Linked DNA regions of Lactuca sativa: region 1 is linked to region 2. Evidence: chromatin contacts called from public Hi-C data. All regions are on one chromosome and are shown on one strand. The core of a region is the stretch at or near the end of the contact, and the rest is flanking DNA. Distances in the headings are between cores, read along the strand shown.

Region 1 (6,007 bases), core at 281-2,780, 160 kb before region 2:
ATCAACTAATCCACATACGAACTAGAGAATGTTTTTATTAGTGGTAAAAATACAATCATTATGCACATGCTTTATACTTAGGGTACAATTATACATGGAGATCTATTTATAAACGCATGCTAACCTAAAATCTGCTTAAAGGCCTAAAACTTAATAATCTAAAAACAAGCTTTCTAGTTAATGGAAATGCACCGCAAATTTTGTTATGAGCATCATAAACATTTTTCTGAGCACCATATACCTTGGAATGAAGTCAAAGGAAGGTCCAGACTCCATTCTAAGTCTCAGTATTGACAATGAGGTCAAAAGAAAGATCAGACTTCACAATCCAACAATATTGAGTGTTTACCAAAGCCTAAAAATGTGGTTTTCAGTAATCCAACCCACATCACCTCAACCTCAAGAGTCAAGAGAGTCGTGTAACCTACCTAAAAGAAGCTTAAGACCCATGAGGATAAAAAATAGTCCAAGTCTGCAAGGTGCTACACCTTAAATGAGTGACCCTACAACTAGGAGCACCCATATACTCCAAGAGTTGGACTCGAGTCCATTATCCGTTTCATGTAGTTTACCAAAACACCGAATTTGTCATCTCATAACCAAATTAGATGTGCCTTGGAGGCTATATTTGAGTAGTTGGGATTGTCTTAGGTGGTCATGGTTGTTTGTACTAATGTGGATGTAAAACAAACTGGATCTTGTATTTTTACATGCCTTAATACATTGTTAATATTGTATCAATAATTCGATGGCAAAAAAATAACTTCTTATCAAGTTACAACAGAAAGCATAATAGACATATTGTTTTAGTCTTGTATTCATATTATATATAATATGTTATTATTTTTAATGAATTTTTAACTGTTAAAACTTGTCAAGAACATTTAAAGAAGATGTTTAACATGATTTTACAATTTGCATCGGGTAAAGTTAGGGGTGGCAGATCGGATAGTCCTTTCGTATTTTTAGCTGACGAAACACAAAACGACAACTTTTATAAAACACGAACACGACATAACAATGATGTCGTGTTTGCTTTACTAACATGACAACGATCCATTTTAAACACGATAAAAACGACCAACATGACAAACACGAAAAAGATGAAATAAAATAAACTTTTAATTTCTTTTGTTCAACATTAATCTTACAAAGCACAAAAAAATAAGAAAAACACATATTAATATAATGTCAATTTTCTGTCAAATCTGATACAAACACGATACGACACAACATAATATTTTTTACACTTGACAGAAACATTAAATAAACAATAATTCGAATTTCAATTTCGTCTTAATTTCGTTGTGTGTCAAATATTTTTATCATGTAATTGATTGTCACCTACTTAAAATATGAAAAATACGAGGACCAATATATAATTTGAACAAAGTTAGGGGGTTTTGGATTTTTTTTTTCTAATTTGGAATGCAACATTATTTTAATTCCGAATCTACCCTTAAATCAAAGAATAACACGTGTCACCTCTACATCACGAGTGCACTTTAAAGCAAATACAAATGCGAGTACGGAAGCCGATCAAAATGTAACCAAGTTCTTTTAAAACCTTCTTCTTCATCCTCCCCCAAATTCCCAGAGAAACCCTAAAAATATCGAAACTGCGAATACATTGGCAATCTTGTGATCTCAATCGAAATTACTGCTACCTTCATCTCCATATCCTAGGTAGCTCTTCAATCTCTCGTGATTTATCTGCAATTTTGGTGAAATCTTCCTCGTCTCATATATTTCCCGGTATTTGATCTGAATTTCCATTTTCACTTATGAAATTTCGTTGCTTGATGCTATAATAACCTAAATATTCGTATATGCAGTTCAACGTTTTAATGCAACGCACACTTACATTTACATGCCAGATTCTCGATTCATGAATTGTACCTTTACTGATAGTTTTTACATATTTACTTTGAACATCTTAGCTAATTTCGGTCTGGGTTTTGAACTTAAGTTATGACGAAAAACTTGTGTTAAATTCCATCACAGTTCATATGAACTATGTTCTTTCTTTTGCTTAATTAGGAAATGTAATAATTATAAATTCTTCACCATTGATTTAACTTTTTGTCTTTCAATCTCCAGGCTATCTTCTGGATCAACAAGACACATACTTATGTATCCCTGAATATGGTAGACCAAATGTGAACATGTATTGTGGTTGAATTTTGAATTATTCAACATCTTCCATTCACCACTGCAAATATGGATATTAATACTGTTTCAGAGAGTATTAAATCAGAACCTCAAGAAACAATGGAATTCGATTCAAACGAAGCAGCATACGAATTCTACAAAGAATACGCGAAATCTGTTGGATTTGGAACTGCTAAACTGAGTAGTCGTCGTTCAAGAGCATCAAAAGAGTTCATTGATGCTAAATTCTCATGCATAAGATACGGAAACAAACAGCAATCTGATGATGCAATCAATCCAAGACCTTCACCTAAAATAGGTTGTAAAGCAAGTATGCATGTCAAAAGAAGACAAAATGGAAAATGGTACATTCATAGTTTCATAAAAGACCATAACCATGAGCTTTTACCTTCTCAATCACATTTCTTCCGAAGCCATAGAAACTCTGATCCTCTCAAGAACGACACCAAGGTACGTAGAAAGACGATATTATCCTCCATGTCAAAACAATATAACATATATCAATCAACTGGTTTGGAGAGTTATCTTAGAAATCAAGATGACAGGGGTAGGAGTTTGACATTAGAAGAAGGTGATGCTCAAATACTTCTTGAATCATTTGTCACAATGCAAGAAGAGAATCCAAAATTCTTTTATGCTGTTGATTTAAACGAAGAACATCAACTCAGAAACGTATTTTGGGTTGATGCAAAAGGCATGGATGATTACACAAACTTTAGTGATGTGGTTTCTTTTGACACGACTTATTTTTACAACAAATATAAAATCCCATTGGTTCTTTTTATCGGTGTCAACCAACATTGTCAACCTACATTACTTGGATGTGGATTGATTGCAGATGAAACATTATTCACATTCATTTGGTTATTTCAAACATGGTATTTAGCAATGGGAAGTAAGTCTCCAAATGTAATAGTCACTGATCAAAGCAATTCTCTAGAAGCAGCCATTGTAGCAGTTTTCCCAGACACCCGACATTGTTACAATCTATGGAATGTTCTAGAAAAAGTTTCAAGGCAACTTGATTATTTAAACCCATGGCATGACACTTTCATGGCAAAATTTAGTAAATGCATACAAAAATCATGGACTGAAGAAAAGTTTGATAAAAGATGGGGTAAATTAGTTAACAAATTCAATCTTAATGATGACACATGGTTTCAATCTTTATACCAAGATCGCAAACTGTGGGCCCCAACTTTTATAAAAAACATTTCTTTCGCTGGTTTGTCTACATTTTCTCGATCCGAGAGTCCGAATTCCTTCTTTGACAAATACATTCATCCAGAAACTTCTTTGAAAGAGTTTCTAGAACAATACAAAGTGATAATGGAAGATATACACGAAGAACAAGCGAAAGCAGATTTCGACACGTGGCATGATACACCCGAGTTGAAATCCCCATCACCCTTTGAAAAACAGTTATCTTTCGTATACACTCATGAGATCTTCAAGAAGTTTCAAGATGAAGTGTTGGGAGCAGCTGCGTGTCATTTAAAGATAGAAAAAGAAGAAGGGAATTGTGTGACTTATGTAGTCAAAGACTTTGAAACAAGTCAAGATTACATGGTGGAATGGAATGAGACACAATTGGATATTAATTGTTCTTGTAGGACATTTGAGTTTAAAGGGTTTTTATGTAGACATGCAGTTGTTGTTCTTCAAATGTCTGGTGTCTTTAGTGTTCCGTTTAAATACGTATTACAAAGATGGACAAATGCAGCTCAAAGTAAGTACCCGATTTCTGAAAAACTTGAAAATGTACAAACGAAAACACGAAGACTCAATGATTTATGTAGGAGGGCTATAATTTTGGGGGAAGAAGGGTCGATTTCTCAAGAGAGTTACAAGATTGCATTGGGTGCAATAAAAGATGCTTTGGTGCAATGTTCGAATGTAAATAATAATAATAATAATAATAATTCTGTTGTGAATGAAGTAAGTGTAAGACCTTCAACATCAACGTATGAGGAAGAAGAGCAAGTGCCTAATTTGAATGTGGAGAAGTTGAAAAAGGGTGTTAAGAGAACAGAAAATGGGAAAGAGAAGGTTTGTTTATTTGTTTATTTGATTAATTGGTTATAATTTTTTAACTTTTCACCATGGTAATAATAAACTTATGTCATATGATTCAGGTAGCTACACAACCAGAAGTTGTAAATATTGGAATCGATGCGAGTTTTCACCACATGGTTTGTGTTTAATCTTTATTCTTTCCCCATCAATATAAGTATAATTTGTTTATATAATATTATAAAAAAAATGGTTATATTTATTTTTTCAGGAACTTCCTAACACAAGGCTGTTACAATTACACAACATGATGCCACCACATTTACAAGGTGTAGTAGTAGTACCCACAATGTTTCACAATGTGGCATCTTCACAGTTTCATAATGTAGCTTCAGCACAATTACAAAACACTCGTCTTCCACATTAGTTCAAGTTCTATCCCTTTTTGTTGATAATATTTTATTGTAATCTAGCAAATATTAATTCACACTGTTAATTTTGTGAAAATATCAGGAACTATTTTATTTTTGCTTATTGAGATATAGATTTCCATCTAGTAATCTACCAAACATTAATTCAACAGTCAACAGACAGCAATAGTATGTTGACTATCGATGAAAGGTAAAACCGGAAGAACTTTAGTTTTGAATTTTGGATTTTAACCATTTACAATCCTTAATCGTTCATTTCATCAAACACCGTTTTCCATTACCATTATGGTTTATGTTACTAGAGCTAGGATGCTATCATAACTAACAAATAATAAAGAGAAAATAAATAGCATTGAAAACTTAGAAAATAACAATATGTATAATAAATAATAAGAGGAAATCGTTTTGACATTAATGGAGTGGTTTATATTTAAAAATACTTAATGGTTTAAGTATTATCTTACTTTTATTGTATATGGGAGGTAGGTAGATCCCATCGTTCAGATAAGAAAAGATAAGAAAAAAAAAGTAAGCATGTAATGTAATAGTAGCACACCAATAATTTTAGGAGTAGCAGATTTTTTTTTTAATTATTTTTTTTTTTTTCAAAACTACACTATTTGCGATATTTTTAAGTGTAGCAATTTAGGGGTGTCAATCCCAACCCGATTCCAACCCAATAAGTAGCAGGTTGGGTTAAAATTTTGAATCCATTTAATTAAATTGGTCAATCTGTTTAACCCGTTTAATTAAATGGGTTGGGTTAAGGTTGAAAATTTTAATCCCTTTACAACCCGTCAACCCGTTTAAAAAGTTTAAATATTTTTTATTTATATTTATTTACTATTATTATTTATTGATCATTATATTTTGGTTATTTTTTATTTATCAAAAACCATGGGCCAGTAACCATTATTGGAATGCAAGTCGGTAAAAGTGATAATTGAGTTGTGTAAAATTTAGAAATTAAACGTTTATAATGTTTTTTGGTTGTAAACACTTAGATATGTTTGTATTATGGGCCTATAAAGTTATTACTGTATATTTTTCAAACTTGAACAATTATTATAAATTATAAACAATTTTATTTGAAGAATTATTTGATTATTAAGAAGTTTTTTGTGAAAATTTAAACATGTTTAACCTGTTTAGTAAATAGGTTGGGTTGCTAAAACAATAAACAAGTCAAACCGATTTCAATTCATTTACTAAAAAGTTTGGGTTGGGTTGAGAATTCCCAACCCGTTTACTTAAATAGGTTGCGTTAGATAGAGATTTTCAACCCATTTAGTTAAACAGGTCAACCTGTTTATGACCCAACCCAACCCATTTCTCAAATGGTGACATGGTCGATTTTTTTTTTTGGTTTAATGCTAGAATTTGAAAAAACA
Region 2 (5,856 bases), core at 896-3,395:
GGAGGCTGATATGTTGCCCCATCAACTTTTAGCATGCAAACTAAGTACAACATCATGCTAATGAGTAGTAGTGTGCCTTAATATTTCACATTGTTTTTTATTATTTTGTTTAATTCTTTAACAGTTATGAATTTTGTTAAACAAATATTAATTATTTTAAATGAATATTTACTTTTTAAACAGTTATTTTTTCGTTAAAAGATATTAATTTTTAACAACTACTGAATTTTAAAAACACAAACATAATAATATTAAAATACTTGACCTACAATATAAATGACCTAAACTAAAATATAAAACACAACTTAATACTACACCTAAAACATAAATGACTTAAACCTAAACTTAATAAATAACTTCAAACATTCTTATCCTAGTTATTTTTTTTTGTCAAGATCCGCCTTCACATTTTCCACAATTTGACAACTCAACTCGACCAACTTACTATCGTATTGAATGAAGAGTAGTCCTTTAGATTTTTGTTTGATTTCATCCCTCTCCAATTTTTTTTCTCAATTTTGGTGTTCCGCATTGAAGTTGCTCGCTTGTGGCGTCAATATAACTAGAATAACTAACACATTTGAGCCTCTTTTCTACATTATCATGTCCCATAGGACGATCTGAGACTTCATATGGGTTCGCGTTGTTAAGGTTAGATCCGACATGGCCGTCAGATGATTGGCTGTGATTTTTCTAAATCGATTTGCTTTTTTTTTTTTGGTGAAATTATACCTGTAAATTCGTACACCGATTTAAGACAAAGCCATTTTGATTTTTTTTTGTGCATAACTATTCAAAAGACTCATTTTCAAAAAGGTTTATTGTGTCTTGCTTGGCAAATGCCACGAGCATTTGTAGTAATGTCCACTTCAATAACACCACTTTGCGTATTACATACGGTATTCGTATAAATGACATTAAACTTCGTTGTATTTTTGTTAGTCGTTGTCTACTTGGAATAAATTTGCTCATATGAGTGATACGTTTTTCCCATCCAATTACAAAAACTTTTCCAAACTCTTATCTTGAATGTTTTGCCATCTTGGTTATCGCCTCTCGTCGAATCTTCCGATATGTCAACCCATGTTTCAGCTAACATCTTATCTTTTATGGCAGTCCAACCTTAGCGTTGGATCCTTCCTTTTTCTTTTTGTTGTGACATGGGCTCCTCTTTCGATTCAGCTTGTGGAGTGGACCCGTCCAAAGAAAAATCGGTATCTTTTATTGATTAGGCATCATGGCTAGGTTTGGGAATTTTGTTGGGAAGCAAATTGGGTTCAATAACCGTCTCAAATGAGTTAAAGGTTGGTTCAATTCGGTTGGTGTTTTGGGCTTGGAAACTAGTTTAGGTTTGTAAAAGGTTTTGTTGTTGGAAGTTTTTTTTTATTATGGAATTGGTATGTATTGAGGATATTGATACATATTTGGAGCCATGTCTGTAAAATGGTAATTTTCAGGACAATAGAGTAGTTGATCGAACGAGGGTCTATTAGGTATCGATGATATAGGGTTTAGTGAAAGATTTGGTGATGTAGGGTTTAGTGAAAGATTTGATGAATGCATGTTGTCGAATTTTAAAGATTTTTTCTTCTTTCTTCTTGAGGGTGTGGTTTGTTTTGGAGAAGACATGGTAGAAAACACTATAACTCTTTCCCTTTAATAACATTATATTTTACCCCTTGATTTAATTTTAAATATTCATTAGTTATTTAAAGTTTATAAATAAAAAATATACAATATATAAATATATACTATAGTAATATGTGAATCGTTTATACGTGAGTGTGTTTATATTAAACTATGACGCATTTAAATAAAAATTAGTTAAACGAGAGAGTTTTATATAACATTTTAGATAGATAAGAATAAATTAGTTAAATTAATAAAAAGTTCATAATGATGTTTAATTTTAATTAAAAACAATATAATTAAATAGTAAGGTGACAATTTTTTTTTGAGCTATAATAAAAAAGACAAATTCAAACCAAATTGGTTTTTGAATTTTAGATCCATAAAAATAGAGGGGGAAAATTTGTAATTTACAACATTTCAATTTTCAAAGCACGATCCGGGACAACTAATATTGACCAATAAGATCACGCCTCTCAACCATATATAAATGCAAGCCTTCGTCTGTTCCTTTTCACAACCACAACAAGCCATCTCTCACTCACTGCAAAATCAGTCTCTCTTTAATTAAATTCAAATCCTTTTAATGGCGCCAAAGGCAGAGAAGAAGCCAGCTGAAAAGAAGCCGGTGGAAGAGAAGAAAGCCGCCGTCGCTGAAAAAGCCCCTGCCGAGAAAAAACCGAAGGCCGGGAAGAAGCTTCCCAAGGAAGCTGGCGCCGGTGCCACCGATAAGAAGAAGAAGAGAAGCAAGAAGAATGTGGAGACATACAAGATCTACATCTTTAAGGTGTTGAAGCAGGTTCATCCTGATATTGGGATCTCAAGCAAAGCCATGGGGATCATGAATTCCTTCATTAACGACATCTTCGAGAAGCTTGCTTCAGAATCATCGAAGCTTGCGAGGTACAACAAGAAGCCGACGATTACATCGAGGGAGATTCAGACGGCGGTGAGATTGGTTTTGCCAGGGGAGTTGGCAAAGCATGCTGTCTCGGAGGGGACGAAGGCTGTGACAAAATTTACCAGTTCTTAGATTTGGGGGTTTAGGGTTTATGTTGATGTTGATGTTGGTTTAGGCTTAGGGTTTCCAGATTGTAAAATCATTATCTTTCTCGATGAATAGGTATCAAATGAATTGGAGTTGATATTTTCTTGTGAATCATTGGAATTTAATTCAAGATTTATGTTTAAAGAACTGGTTTTCCATGTTGAATTTTTATTTATAATAATTAAAATAAACTTGTTATTTTCGAGAAAAATTAAAAATACATACTAATAAATCTACTGTATTGGTAGTAAATAAAGATGAAAGATGCCAGTAATAATTAAAAAAGTATGTGTTAGCTCTGTGTTTTGTTTATGTAAACAGTGTACTAAAATGATTAGTTTAAATATTCACTGCTTAATCAACAAATCAGAGTGGCGCAGCGGAAGCGTGGTGGGCCCATAACCCACAGGTCCCAGGATCGAAACCTGGCTCTGATACAGAGAAGGCTTCCATGTACTGCATTTTTATTTTTGTTCTGCTTCACACTAGATTATTGCACTTCGGTACCTGGACAGTTTCGATTAATCATTTTTAGTCCCTAACGCGAATATTTTAGTTATTTTGAACACTCTTCTTATTTCATAATAAACAACACAATTAAGTTAGAGATAATTTTATAAAAAAATTCATTAGTTTTCAAAGTGTTTTTTAATATCAATAAACTAGAATAAATAAAAACGTGAATTTGCTACATTTCCAATTAGGTAATCCATATTTAGAGAGCTCTAAGAAAAATACTTGACTTTTTAAAATTGATTGTTTAAAGTAATTTGAGCCAAACAACATACTATGTCGATGACTGCATCCATTTGTAATTTGTTAATATAAAGTGTCATTAGTCATTACTTATTGCTAGGTTCTTATATGTGGAGAATCTTATGTCATTACTCATTGCTAGGTTCTTACATGTGGAAAATCTTGACGGTCTTGCTCGAAACTTACACCATTTAGATTGGGAAATACAATATTTATGCATCTCTGACTAGATTTGCTCAGAATGATCGTTGAAAAGGTTCAATTCTCTTCTATTTCATTCCAACAAATGGGTGATATTTTGTTCATGGAGATAAATCAACCTCAAAATATGTTAAAGTGTGTGTTAAAAATTTAAAATGACTTATTTGAATGTTATTATTGGCTCAATGAAAGTAATCATTCGAGATATTCTTGTAATAATTTGTGTACGGACGTGGAGTGGTGTATACCACAAATAAAAGTACCGGATGAGGTTGGGGAGTCAGAATCTGAACACCCTTTATTTAACGACGAGAGAAACTTTAACGCTTCCATGGATGTTTTTATAGTAGCTCCAAACGTGTGGAATAGGATGCAAGGTAGACGGGTCTGAGAAATAGAGAACAAGGCTGGGATACAATTATACAAATATAACTTTGGTGATGGGGAATATATGATGACTTATGCTTCTCTTCTTGTGTGACTACAAAAAATACACGATTGATTGTTGATTAATCGAAGTTTGACTTCTTTTCTATGAAAAACGAGTCATTCAAACCCTTCAAGCGAAGTTCATAACATGTTCGGTTTGAACATATTATTCAATTTCCTTCACTCAATTACATTCACACTTTCCGCATAAACAAGGTGGACAGAAATTTATCAATTCTTCCGTGAGAGATTTCAATTTTGTGAAGTATACTCCAATGAAATCGTGATTTGATTCATATTAATATTTTACTTTCGAATTTAAAAAATTCAAAATACCCTAAAAAGCGCCACCTATACCGGGGTAGGGTATAACCTGGCTATGATTTTCCTACCTAATTCTGGTTTGTAGCTTGTAGCGACAACCGCTTATTAATATCATCATGCTACAAAACAAAAATTAAAATTAGTGTACTATTCCGAACTACAATGGCCTTTGTTATGGACCGATCTACATATTCCAAACAAATTCTACGGATTCCAAATTAGATCTTTGCATTTCAGTGTGTAGAGTGTTCAGAACATATTTTTTAGGGTTTTACTTGTAGTAACTGTTGCTAAGAGTAATATTAATCATACAAAAAACCTTATACCATCAAAGTCTATTTCACACAAAGTATTTCTCATTAAAACTACTAACAACACTAACAATTTTTTAACATATGCCACATATGTTAACCAAATAACAATCTCTAAAGGAAACGACACATACCCACATATGCTCGAGCTCTTCACTGTCAAGCGACCTCCTTCAACAAAGTGTAAGTCCAAAATCCGGTTTCCTGCAACTTCGAAGCGTAGGCCGGAGAAGGTGTAGTCCGAAATGGGCGTTCCGAGTGATTGTCCGAAATGATATATATAGGGGGACCATAGTAATAGGTAGGATTAATGATGTGGGTGACCCGATTAAAAACAGGTCCAAAATGTATCACTACATACTCTGGTTATTTTACGGAAATTCCAAAAAATTGGTTACGCTGTTAAAAAGTGCTTTCAAAGTTGGTTAGTTTACTCGGCTTCCAATTACAAATCGCCCTTTTTGGTTCTTAAACCATAATTTTGCTAATTGCTCCTATTTGTGCTTGATCACGGTGGACATTTATATTATATCATATATTTATGTTTATAAAATGAGGGTATTACATTGTACATAAATAAATACATAGCGAACAAGTATACACTACAAAGAGACATCAAAGGCAAGACGATCCAATCCATTTAAATAAACTACTAGAGGGTGCCCCATTCCTACTTTGATTGAACAACACACTTTAGGATTAAACGTTGAAGTAAACTGTGTAGTGTTCATCCCTCAAACTAAACAACGGCTGCAGAAGAAAATTCATTTCCAACCCTTTTGCCACGAAGCTAATCGGATGGTAATTGCTGATTCCCCCGTTCGCCTTAAAACTAGTTGCTCCCATAAAGTCGGAATCCTGTTCACCAGAATCACAGCTGAGCTTCACGGTTCCACCCGAATTATACACAAAGCAACCCTTCTGGCTATCAGACTCTAATCTAACCATTCCCTCATTTCCCTCCACCATCCGGAATAATGAATTCCGGGGTTCGGAGGAATCGCTGATTCCGAGACTTTTTTCTTTTCCTTGTTGTACAATTAACATCCCGGGGAGGTTGTATGGCTCTAGCATGATGGTTTTACCAATAGCATCCTTATATGATGAAAACTGACTTGAAGTTGAGTTTGCTAAGATGATTCTAAATGTTGAGAAGAC

What was found. A called contact is a pair of places that touch in the nucleus more often than the background predicts.
Region 1: a Hi-C map of leaf shows a contact between it and region 2, with 5 times the contacts expected there. The contact joins the promoter of LOC111881080 here to the promoter of LOC111881102 in region 2. A contact is called at or near these places in 2 of 4 Hi-C or Micro-C datasets (leaf and seed).

What each region holds. Positions count from the first base shown.
Region 1 is chr1:83,964,247-83,970,253 of Lsat_Salinas_v11, reverse strand. It overlaps LOC111881080 (protein FAR1-RELATED SEQUENCE 4), which reads left to right and starts at 1,530. Exons shown (of 4, transcript XM_023877472.3): 1 at 1,530-1,686; 2 at 2,101-4,221; 3 at 4,308-4,364; 4 at 4,457-4,719. The coding sequence starts at 2,221. The coding sequence ends at 4,612.
Region 2 is chr1:83,807,149-83,813,004 of Lsat_Salinas_v11, reverse strand. LOC111881102 (probable histone H2B.1) reads left to right here and starts at 2,145. Exons shown (of 1, transcript XM_023877498.3): 1 at 2,145-2,824. The coding sequence starts at 2,216. The coding sequence ends at 2,662. LOC111881088 reads right to left here. Exons shown (of 12, transcript XM_042901737.2): 12 at 5,213-5,856. The coding sequence ends at 5,398.